Linked DNA regions of Mus musculus: all the other regions are linked to region 1. A link is a contact called in public HiCAR-type and promoter capture Hi-C data. All regions are on one chromosome and are shown on one strand. Each heading gives the region's core, a stretch centred on a gene start, on an enhancer-like site or on the middle of the called end of the contact. The rest is flanking DNA. Distances are from core to core; before and after follow the strand shown. Region 1 holds the start of Trak2 (trafficking protein, kinesin binding 2). Region 2 holds the start of Fam117b (family with sequence similarity 117, member B). Region 3 overlaps Gm973 (predicted gene 973).

Region 1 (2,955 bases), core at 321-2,820:
AAGAAGCTTGCTGAGGCTTGGTGGAACATGCCTTTAATTCCAGCATTCAGGAGGCAGAGGCAGACGCAGGCTGATCTTTGTGAGTTCTAAGCCATCTAGGGATACCAACATAGTGAGACCCCATCTTTAAAATATGTGTGTATGTATTTACTCATAAATGTGTGCATATATATGTATATATATATGTGTGTGTGTGTATGTATATATATATGTGTATATATATATATGTATATGTATATATATATATATATATATATATTTAAGAAACCTGTATTCCTAAACATAATGATGAGTACTTCAGTGTAGTCCCTTGCAATTGTACCTAAAAAGCTAACCACAATAAAGCTTTATAAATAATCTAATTTGTTGCATAATATAGAAGTCATACCCAGGCCTTTCATTTGAAAGGTTAACACTTTAAATGGACACCAGAGGGGCTATGTATTTACAAGACTTGGGTTTTGCGTTAATCGAGGTATTCAATGGTCTACTGTTACAGGAAATGCCGACAAAAACAAAAAACCTACCAATACTCTTTGTTAGGCTTCAAAATTACAGTAATTCTCAAGGTGATCTTGAAATCTCATAAAACCTTAACAAAGATCATAGCGAAGCACACAGCTTAATCCAATTTTCCAAACTTAGTATCATGACTCATGGTTTCAACAAATATTTACGGAGTGCCAAGCACTGTGCTATGCAGGTGCTGTCACAAATCATGATCAAGTTTGGAGGAAAGGTATTTGACATAACAAACCCACGAGGGGAAAACAAGACATCAAATGTAAACACTGAAGACAAAACGAAGCCTGGACATTTAATTTGGAAAAAGGTCCCTTCGACGTCTCTGAGCAGACAGGTCTGGGGCCAGAGTGTCTTCAGCTTGGGAAGTCGCCAGGCCTGTGTGCGCTACCAAAGGTAAGAGCTGGGGGAGCGGGGCGGCGGTAGCTGGGTTCCTGCACCTGGCACCGCTGCTGGGCACCCGGGAGCCCCGGCCCCCCCGTGCGCTGGCACAGAGACAGAGAGCGGGAGCCGGCGTCCCGCAGACTCCAGCGGCTGCTCGGCCGGCCGTGTCAACTCCGGTAAGGAGCGGAGGCGAGGACTGGCCTTGTAGCCTTCCGCTGTGCACCTACCGACCTGCGTTCCCTGTCGCTCCCCGGGTCCCCACACCATCCCGTGCTGGCCTGCCTCCCCTCATTACCTAGGCGGTGACCAAGGCCAGCGACTCTCCAGACAGCGGGCGCTGAGGGGAGGCGACACGCGCGAGCCCCGGGACCTGCCTCGCGAAGGGGCGAGGCGAAAACACTAGGCCGGCTTCCAGGGTGAGCCTCAAGGCACAGAAGTGCAGCACGGCCTGGAGAAGGCCGGTCGGCCTGGACTTCTGCCCTAGCCCGGGGCAACCGGCCGGGACGGGATTCGCCCCACCCCAGCGGGGTCGGGGCCCGCCGCTCCGCCCCACCGCGCCTCCAGCTTCTAGCTCTGGAGTGAGGAGGCGGGGCCCTCGAGCTGTAGGCGGGACGGAAAGCAAACTACAGTTCCCAGAAGGCTTTGCGCTAGGGCCGCAAAGCCTGTTGGGAGAGTGGGTCTCCTTTTTAGCTTCCCTAGCTGGGTGGGGGCTGCCATTGAACCGGCGTCACTGCAGCTCCAAGGTCGCCCGGTGATGATGTGAGAGCGCCTGCCAGTTCCTGCCACGCCCGGGGGGGTTAGCTCGGTGGCGGCGGCGGCTGCTTCAGATGCTGCTCTCAGGCTGCCGCGCATTAGGGGCTTCTTCCTGAGCGAGTGTGGGCGGAAGAGCGAGGACGCCGGGCCATTCCCGTGAGTAAGCTCCCGCGTGCGATTCGAACTTGCCCTTGTCAACTTCTCTCAAAGGCAGAGAAGCCTTCCTGTCCCGCGTCCCTCTGGTCCCCAGAGGTCACTCACGGAAGGATTCCGCCCCGAGATGGGAAAGGGATGTTTCCCAAGTGTGGGTGCAAACTGATGGGAACTGGGCGGTAGCCTCCGGGATTCACCCTATCTGCACCTCTGAAGATTGGCAGCTTCCCATCCTTTGCCAGACAGAGTCCATCTGGAGCTCTGTCGTTTTAGGATGAGTGGCTTTAGTGTCTGGACGTTAAACCTTAAGCTCTCGGTGGCCATCTGTGATGCAAATGGGAGGAAAGGACACTAGAAAGAGCTCTTTCTTTATTGGGCTTTTATTTGTAATTGATTTGGAACCAAACGCCACATGTCTTTTTAAAAGAAATAAGGAAGACAGACAGACAGAAAGACTTTTGGTTGAAGCAAAAAGAATGAATATTGGCAGTTGTGTTTTCCAGTGCCAGCACTTCTGAGTCCCAGACACTTTTTTTTTTTTTTAAATCACAATTATGGCAGTGAAGTCAATTACCTGCTTATGCATCTTTTTCTGCATCAGGAAAGATGGTAATATTTCGCTGGAAATTCACTTAGCTTATGTAAGGACCACTGAACAAAATGAGCTAGACTCAGAGTTCTTGCTCTACCTTAGTAAAAATGTTTGTGACCTTTCAAATCTTTGCTGTCCTGTTAAAAGTCTGAGCTACAGTGAGCTCCAAATAGCATATTAATGGTGGTGACACTTGAAAACGAATTGTGAAGGACATTTGGTGGTGGGAAAGGGCAAAATTAAAGGCACTTTATCATCTCGGCCACTCTCCAGCTTTCTATTTTTAAAATTAGGTAGTATCTGGCAAGCCTCAGATGTTTAACCAGCACATACATACCTATGTGAAAGACAGTGCTCTTACCCATACCCATTTTTACTGATGTGATGATGTACACGGTTCACCTAACCACGCACATTGCTCACTAGTTGCACTGGAGACTTTCTGTATCAAGTCGAGATTTACACCCATACCTGCTTTGCCTCAAAGTTATGAACCAGGTTAAAAGAATGGTTAAGAAGAATTTTCATAGTTTGCTAGTACTCGCTCCATC
Region 2 (2,955 bases), core at 176-2,675, 940 kb before region 1:
ATGGGCAGGCCTTTAATCCCAGCACTAGGAAGGCAGAGGCAGGCAGATCAAGGCCAGCCTGGTCTACACTGCAAGTTCCAGGTCAGCCAGCGGTAGTGAGAGTGTTGGGGGGGGGGGGGTGCGGGAAGCAAAGAATAAGTCTAAGAGAAATAAAACCAGTATCTCAGAAACACACTCAGACCCTCAGGCTAGCTATCTACCATTTACGTATATGTGTAAACACATACATAGACCTATGCACACACCCCAAAGCAATCTTGCTTAACTTCTCCCTTCTTGCTACTCATTAAGTCTTACGAAATGCAAAAACTGCTCCCAGCTTCACAACTCTTCAATGATCCAAATCCGCCTTTGCTGATGCATTCAGTCCTCCAGATCCGAAACTGTTTTGTGGAACAGAAACACTAAGCAGCACACAAGTGCTATTTGCAAGCATTAACCGCGTCACCAAAAGTGACAGGACCAGCCCCAGCAGTAGCGACGCAAGGCCAAACCCCAGGGTTTATGATTTCCACAAATTGAGCCCAGGCCCAAGGTTAGCGGCCGCACCTCCACGGCGGAGACCCGCACGGGCAAGACGCAGGGGTGGCGGACCGCACGCCCCGCCCCGCCCCGCCCCGCCCCACCGGAGCGCTGCAGTCCCCACTCGGCGGCACAGGACCCCTGTCCTCCACGTACCTGCTTTGCACACCGGGGCGCTGGGGCTCCTCTTCTCCGCCGAGGGTCGGCCCTGCTCTGGGGACCTCCTCCGGTGGCGGACGCGGGCGGAGGGTGGGGCCGCAATCACCTCGCTCGGCCACAGGTGGGTGGGCGACGAACTGGGCGACGACACGGTGCCCAGCAGGGGCGGTGGCGGCTGCGGGCGCGGAGGACTGCTTCGGGCCCCAGGCGCCGTGCCGCGCGTGGGGCTGGTACCGCGCGTGGACGTCACGGACGCTCCCGTCTGCGTGGCCACCGTGGGGCTGGTACGCGCCGCCGCGCTGCCGCCGCCGCCGCGCGTGGGGCTGGTGCTGCGTGAGGCGGTGCGCGGGCCGCCACTGCCGCCGCCGCCCGAGGGGCCTGAGGCGCCTCCGTTGCCTCCGTTGTTGCCGCCGCCGCCGCCGCCCCGCGTGGGGCTGCCATGTTGCTGCTGCTGCTTCAGCTGGAACGGCACCGTCGCCCTCATGGGCTGCAGGCGGCTCCCAGGGCCCCCGGGCGGGCCGACCGCGCCACCCGCGAGGGCGCCGGCGGGCGTGGGAGACCCATTGCGCCTCACCCGCTGGGACATGGTCCCCCCGCCCCAGAGACGGCGGCCGGGGGTGCTGGGCGGCGGGGACCGGCTGCTCGGGGCCCGAGGGAAGGCCTGAGCCAGCGGGTGACGTAGCCTGACTTCAGGACCAGGGGGCGCGCGGGCAGCGACGGGCACCGACGAGGTGATGCAGCCGCCGCCGCGGCTCCTCATCAACAATAGTGTCTCCTCCGTTGTCCCCGCCCCCTGCCGCCGCTCATTGGTGTAGCGTCAGCGCGCTCGAGCCACTCGGCCTCGCTGATTGGCTGCGCGCATCTCGGCTCCCGAGGCTGCTTCTGCTCTTTAAAGAGAAAGAGGCCCGCCCCCGAGGGGTCGGGCGGCGGAGGAAACCGGCCGTGGCAGGAGGAGGGGTGCGGAGGGAACGCTTGTGGCTTGTGTAGAGGGATGCGGGGGTGGGGGGTGAGGGGGGGTTGCGTGCGTGTGCGGACGTGTGTGCGTGCGTGTGTGTGTGTGTACACGTGCGTGTACGTGTAGGCGCGCGCCCGGCCACGCGCGTCCCTGTTTCCCGCTGGAGGGAGCCCCTGGGACTCCGGGAATTTGGCCAAAGGGACGGACTGTACGGGACCACGGTGTCCCCGGGGATGGTCTGAACCGACTCTTTCCCTCTGAAACTCATTTCCTTACAGCAGTGGTGTCTGTAAGTTAACACGTACGCACATCTCTTTGGAGACTCCCCTCACCCCCGCCCCCCAATCTTTTTGTTCTGCCCTAATTCCATCTACCTATGAGCAGGGCTCTAAAATAAAAGAACTTTAATTCTAGGGTATTTTATATCTTTCTTCTCTTTTCTTTTTGGCGCTACAAAGATTCAAATATCAGAACGATTATATTTGCAGGTTAGAATGCAACTTTAGATGGTATCTGTGAAGTTCAGTTATCGAGTAGTGTTGCTACTAGCCCCCACCCTTATAGATCTCAAGTAATAAAGAATTTATTTAATCAGTTACTTTACAGTTCCCTTATACCTTAGAAAGATGCAAGTTTATAAAGTGCTGTGGCCTCCACTTGCTCCTCTCTATTTGAGACAGAACTGGGTGCACCACCCATATTTATTTATTTATTTATTTATTTATTTATTTATTTATTACATTTATGTATCTGGTTTGTGAATAAGCATGTGCATGCATGTAGAGGTCAAAGGACAGCCTGTTCTTTTCTAACATGTCTGTGCAGGGAATCAGACTCATGCATCAGACTGAGCCGTTTCATTGGCCCACCATTCATAGTTTAGTCTGGTGGAGAAAATAAGTCTCCATGGCTTTCATAAGAACTCTCTGAAAGGCAAGAAATTCTAAAGTAATCATAATACGCGGGTTCCTCTTCAATTAAAAAGTCGACATGCAGACTGCACGTGGCATCCTTAATCCCTTTATGGCTTTAATAGCTATACATTCTAAAAAGATCCCTTAACCAAGGCGTGGTGGTTCTGGTAACAGGTTCTAGGCCTCAAGCCCTATTGGGTTCCTGTAGAAAGCTGTTAGATAGGTTCCTAGGGTCCTGGAGACAGTCAGATCCCCCACATAGCCTGTGATCTCAGGTATGTCCATAAACAAGTTTCTTATTTGTAAGGTGCAGCTAAGCAATACCATCTGCTACAGACAGTTCTAAATATTAACCAAGGATTTGATGAGAAGAGGCTGTGCAGGAAGTTCTCAGAACTCCTTTTC
Region 3 (2,955 bases), core at 293-2,792, 660 kb before region 1:
TGGCCCAGCTAAGTTAACTGTATAACTTCTCCTAATGTGACACTCATTAGTTCTGGGCTCTGCCTTCCTCCCAAGGACCACTTGTTCACTTGTTGAGTCTCACTGCTGTTCTTACACTGTTCACTTAACTGTTGTTTCCTGAAATACTCATCTACATTCTTGTATGGTCAACTCTGTGTTATTAAAATCTCACCCTTCATGACATTCTTTATGAGAGGCCTTGCTCTGGGCTACCAATCTAAAATAAGCTTCCTGTTGCAATTTAAAGTGTTTCTGCATAGCATTTTGTTGCTAGGTTAAAAAGCAGAACAGTTTCTTTTTCAGTACCTCTTCATCCTAAACCCTGGAGTGTAAATACCTAATTCTGAATTCCTAGAGTCTACAATTTGCATAATGGGTCTTGGTATTGGCCATAAGTCATTTATTGGTCCTTATCGAGATCTTGCTTCTCTTTCACTGGGGAGTTAAACCCAGCACAGAATGCAAATTCTACCACTCTGCTGCACACTAGACTTGGTATTTGTTTTTATTGTTTGTTTTGATCTGGGGTTCATTTTTATCTGTAAACCAGAAGATCAAGATAAATGATCTCTAAATTTCCATCAAGCTTCAATACAAACTCCATAAACCAAGACAGAATCCTGCGCTGTTTGTAGCTGGAGAATGGCTCTGTGTGTTTTAGTCTTTCTAGCCATGGTGTAGGGATTGAGAGAACTGCTTGCTTAAAGGCAGTGGTCAGCATTGGCACTGAGCCTTCAAGCCTCAGAACAAGCCCTGACAGCAGTTGTCCCCCTGTCCAAGTACCTGATTTGCTCCTGGGCTAGTTTTGTGGCTTCTTCCAGGGCTAGCTTTGCTGCTTCCTCTTCCTGTTTCCTCCTTTCCTCAGCCTCCTGCCTAGCTTTCTCTTCTGCTGCTAGTTTCTGCTGTTGGTACTCCAACCGTTCTTCTTCAGCCATTTCCATCAGGCGTTTCTGTTCTTCTGCTAACTGCATCTCCAGTTCCTTCTGCCTTTGCTTCTCTGCCTCTGCAGAACAGAAAGAGGTGGGCTCAGCTGGGCCATCACTAGAGCAGCTGATATTTCTGGTCTACCCTTTTAACCTGCTAGACCCTCTGTGGGTTTACTAATCCAAGTCTCCTGTCAAAGCACCAATGCACATTGAAAAACCTTAGGGAAGATTTTTCCAAAGTCTGTTGAGTTCACAGGATAATGTGCTGTTGTGTAGGGAGGAGTGTTAGATCAGCATCTACAGAGTGCTTACTTAACTAGACTCTAGAGGAAACACCAGGAGTTGATCGCAGCAGCAGCATCTGCTGAACCTTCTACCCTCATCCTGAAAAGTATGTTGGAAGATTATCTGATACACATCTGAAGGTGTGTCTGAGGCTCTCCAGGTATTTGTGATTGTCTCTACCTGCAAGAGGAAGGGAGCAGGTAGAGAAGTTTGAACTAACAAGGGCAATTATTGAAGCAGGAGTCCTCTCCTGTAATTGTTTCCATGTGACTCTCCTGTTCATATTCTATCCTTTCATTTCAACCCGCTGTAGCCAGACAATTATCATTCTGGAACAAAACTTAGCTTTTACATGGAGTTCTTTGTGCACTAAGGCCTAGGGTAGGAATAAAATTGCTTGAAGTGGGTTTAAAATAATTTTTGGTCCAAGGGAAGAGACATACAAAAAGCTCAGCATTTCTCTCACCAGCCCTCTCTGCCGCTTCCTGCTGCTTTTTTCTCTGTATTTCTTGCAGTTTCCTGCGGAGCTCCTCCTGCTGCTGCCTTGCTCTCTCCCGGGCTGCCTGCAACTGGAGCCTTCGTTTTTTCTCTGCTTCCTCCTGTTGCTGCCGTTCTTCCTCCAGTCTCTGCTTTCTCAGGCTGAGAACACAGAAGGTGTCAGAGGAATGGCAGAAAAATAGCCTAACCAACTGACAATTGACTTTATAGTCTTCAGTCCTCAGGAAGCGCCCCTTCAGAGTACAGGTTTTCTACAGTCTGGATTGAAGGGCAGAGATGTTAAGAGACTAGAAGAAACCTAGAAGTTTTCCCTCAGCACTGTTGCCCAGGTTTTAAGAGCCTTAAATTCTTTGCACTTTCTTTTCTATCTTCTTTTTTTTTTTTTAAGATTTATTTATTTATTATATGTAAGTACACTGTAGCTGTCTTCAGACACCCCAAAAGAGGGCATCAGATCTCATTATAGATGGTTGTGAGCCACCATGTGGTTGCTGGGATTTGAACTCTGGACCTTCGGAAGAGCAGTCGGTGCCATTTCACCAGCCTCCTTTCTTTTCTATTCTTTAAAAAAACATTTCCTAAAGTGTGGATTGTGAAATTCTTGCCTCTTGGGGTTGTAGATATAAAGTTAGCATAAAGACAGGTGAAAGGACCAGTACAAAAGAGGAGCTTGATAGACTGGGCCAAATCTTAAAACCTTTCTCGAGTTCCCTTTAAGCATCTATCTTGAGTAACCCACATGAGCAAGACAGTATCTTATTCTTATCTCTGGTCCAGGCTGTTCCTGTGATTTGGTGTCAGGTCATGAGCCTAGCCCTGAGCTGTGCCCTGGGGAAGGTTTGCCCTGCCTTGTGTCTGGCTGATGGCCCACCGGTTCTCCTCAGTGCGTCTTTGCTGCTCCAGCTCCAGCTCCTCCTTCATCTTCTCTGCTTTCTCCAGCTGCTCCTTATGGAGCCAAGTCAGCTCCTCCTGCTCCCTTCTCCTCTGCTCCACCTTCAGCCATCTCATCTCTGCCTTCTCTATTCGAATTCTGTCCCGAGAAGCCTTCTCCTGCTGCTTCTTATCCTGGAGGGCCTAAGAGACCAGAGTGTTATCAGTGTAAGGGACACAGACCCAGCTGCAGCCAGATAGGGTTTTTTTTCTAGTCAGAGAAAAGCTGATTCCACACTACCACCACAGTGGCATAAACTGCTTCTGCCTACCTGGCTATGGGATTGGACTGACC

What was found. Promoter capture Hi-C pulls out the DNA fragments that hold promoters and counts their contacts. HiCAR-type assays count read pairs that join an accessible place to other places.
Region 2: a contact with region 1 is called in a HiCAR-type map of astrocytes, with 2.7 times the contacts expected there. The contact joins the promoter of Fam117b here to the promoter of Trak2 in region 1. A contact is called at or near these places in 1 of 39 promoter capture datasets (liver) and 1 of 115 datasets of contacts at active chromatin or transcription factors (astrocytes).
Region 3: a contact with region 1 is called in a promoter capture Hi-C map of cranial neural crest. The contact joins the enhancer-like site here to the promoter of Trak2 in region 1. A contact is called at or near these places in 4 of 39 promoter capture datasets (cranial neural crest, frontonasal cranial neural crest, hippocampal neurons and 1 more), 1 of 15 datasets of contacts at CTCF or cohesin (large pre-B cells), 5 of 115 datasets of contacts at active chromatin or transcription factors (astrocytes, embryonic stem cells, large pre-B cells and 1 more) and 2 of 9 other capture datasets (liver and macrophages).

What each region holds. Positions count from the first base shown.
Region 1 is chr1:58,972,097-58,975,051 of GRCm38.p6, reverse strand. Trak2 (trafficking protein, kinesin binding 2) reads left to right here and starts at 1,570. Exons shown (of 16, transcript NM_172406.3): 1 at 1,570-1,815. It overlaps Stradb (STE20-related kinase adaptor beta), which reads right to left and starts at 1,530. Exons shown (of 12, transcript NM_172656.6): 1 at 1,202-1,530.
Region 2 is chr1:59,911,476-59,914,430 of GRCm38.p6, reverse strand. It overlaps Fam117b (family with sequence similarity 117, member B), which reads right to left and starts at 1,425. Exons shown (of 8, transcript NM_001037725.3): 1 at 679-1,425. The coding sequence starts at 1,267.
Region 3 is chr1:59,632,063-59,635,017 of GRCm38.p6, reverse strand. It overlaps Gm973 (predicted gene 973), which reads right to left. Exons shown (of 19, transcript NM_001357842.1): 16 at 2,602-2,804; 17 at 1,699-1,871; 18 at 805-1,024. Among named protein-coding and RNA genes, the nearest start is that of Gm33833, 14 kb to the right of the region's middle. Within about 2 kb of position 1,542, at least 22 of the 459 cell types and tissues checked have an H3K27ac peak or open chromatin away from gene starts, as enhancers often do.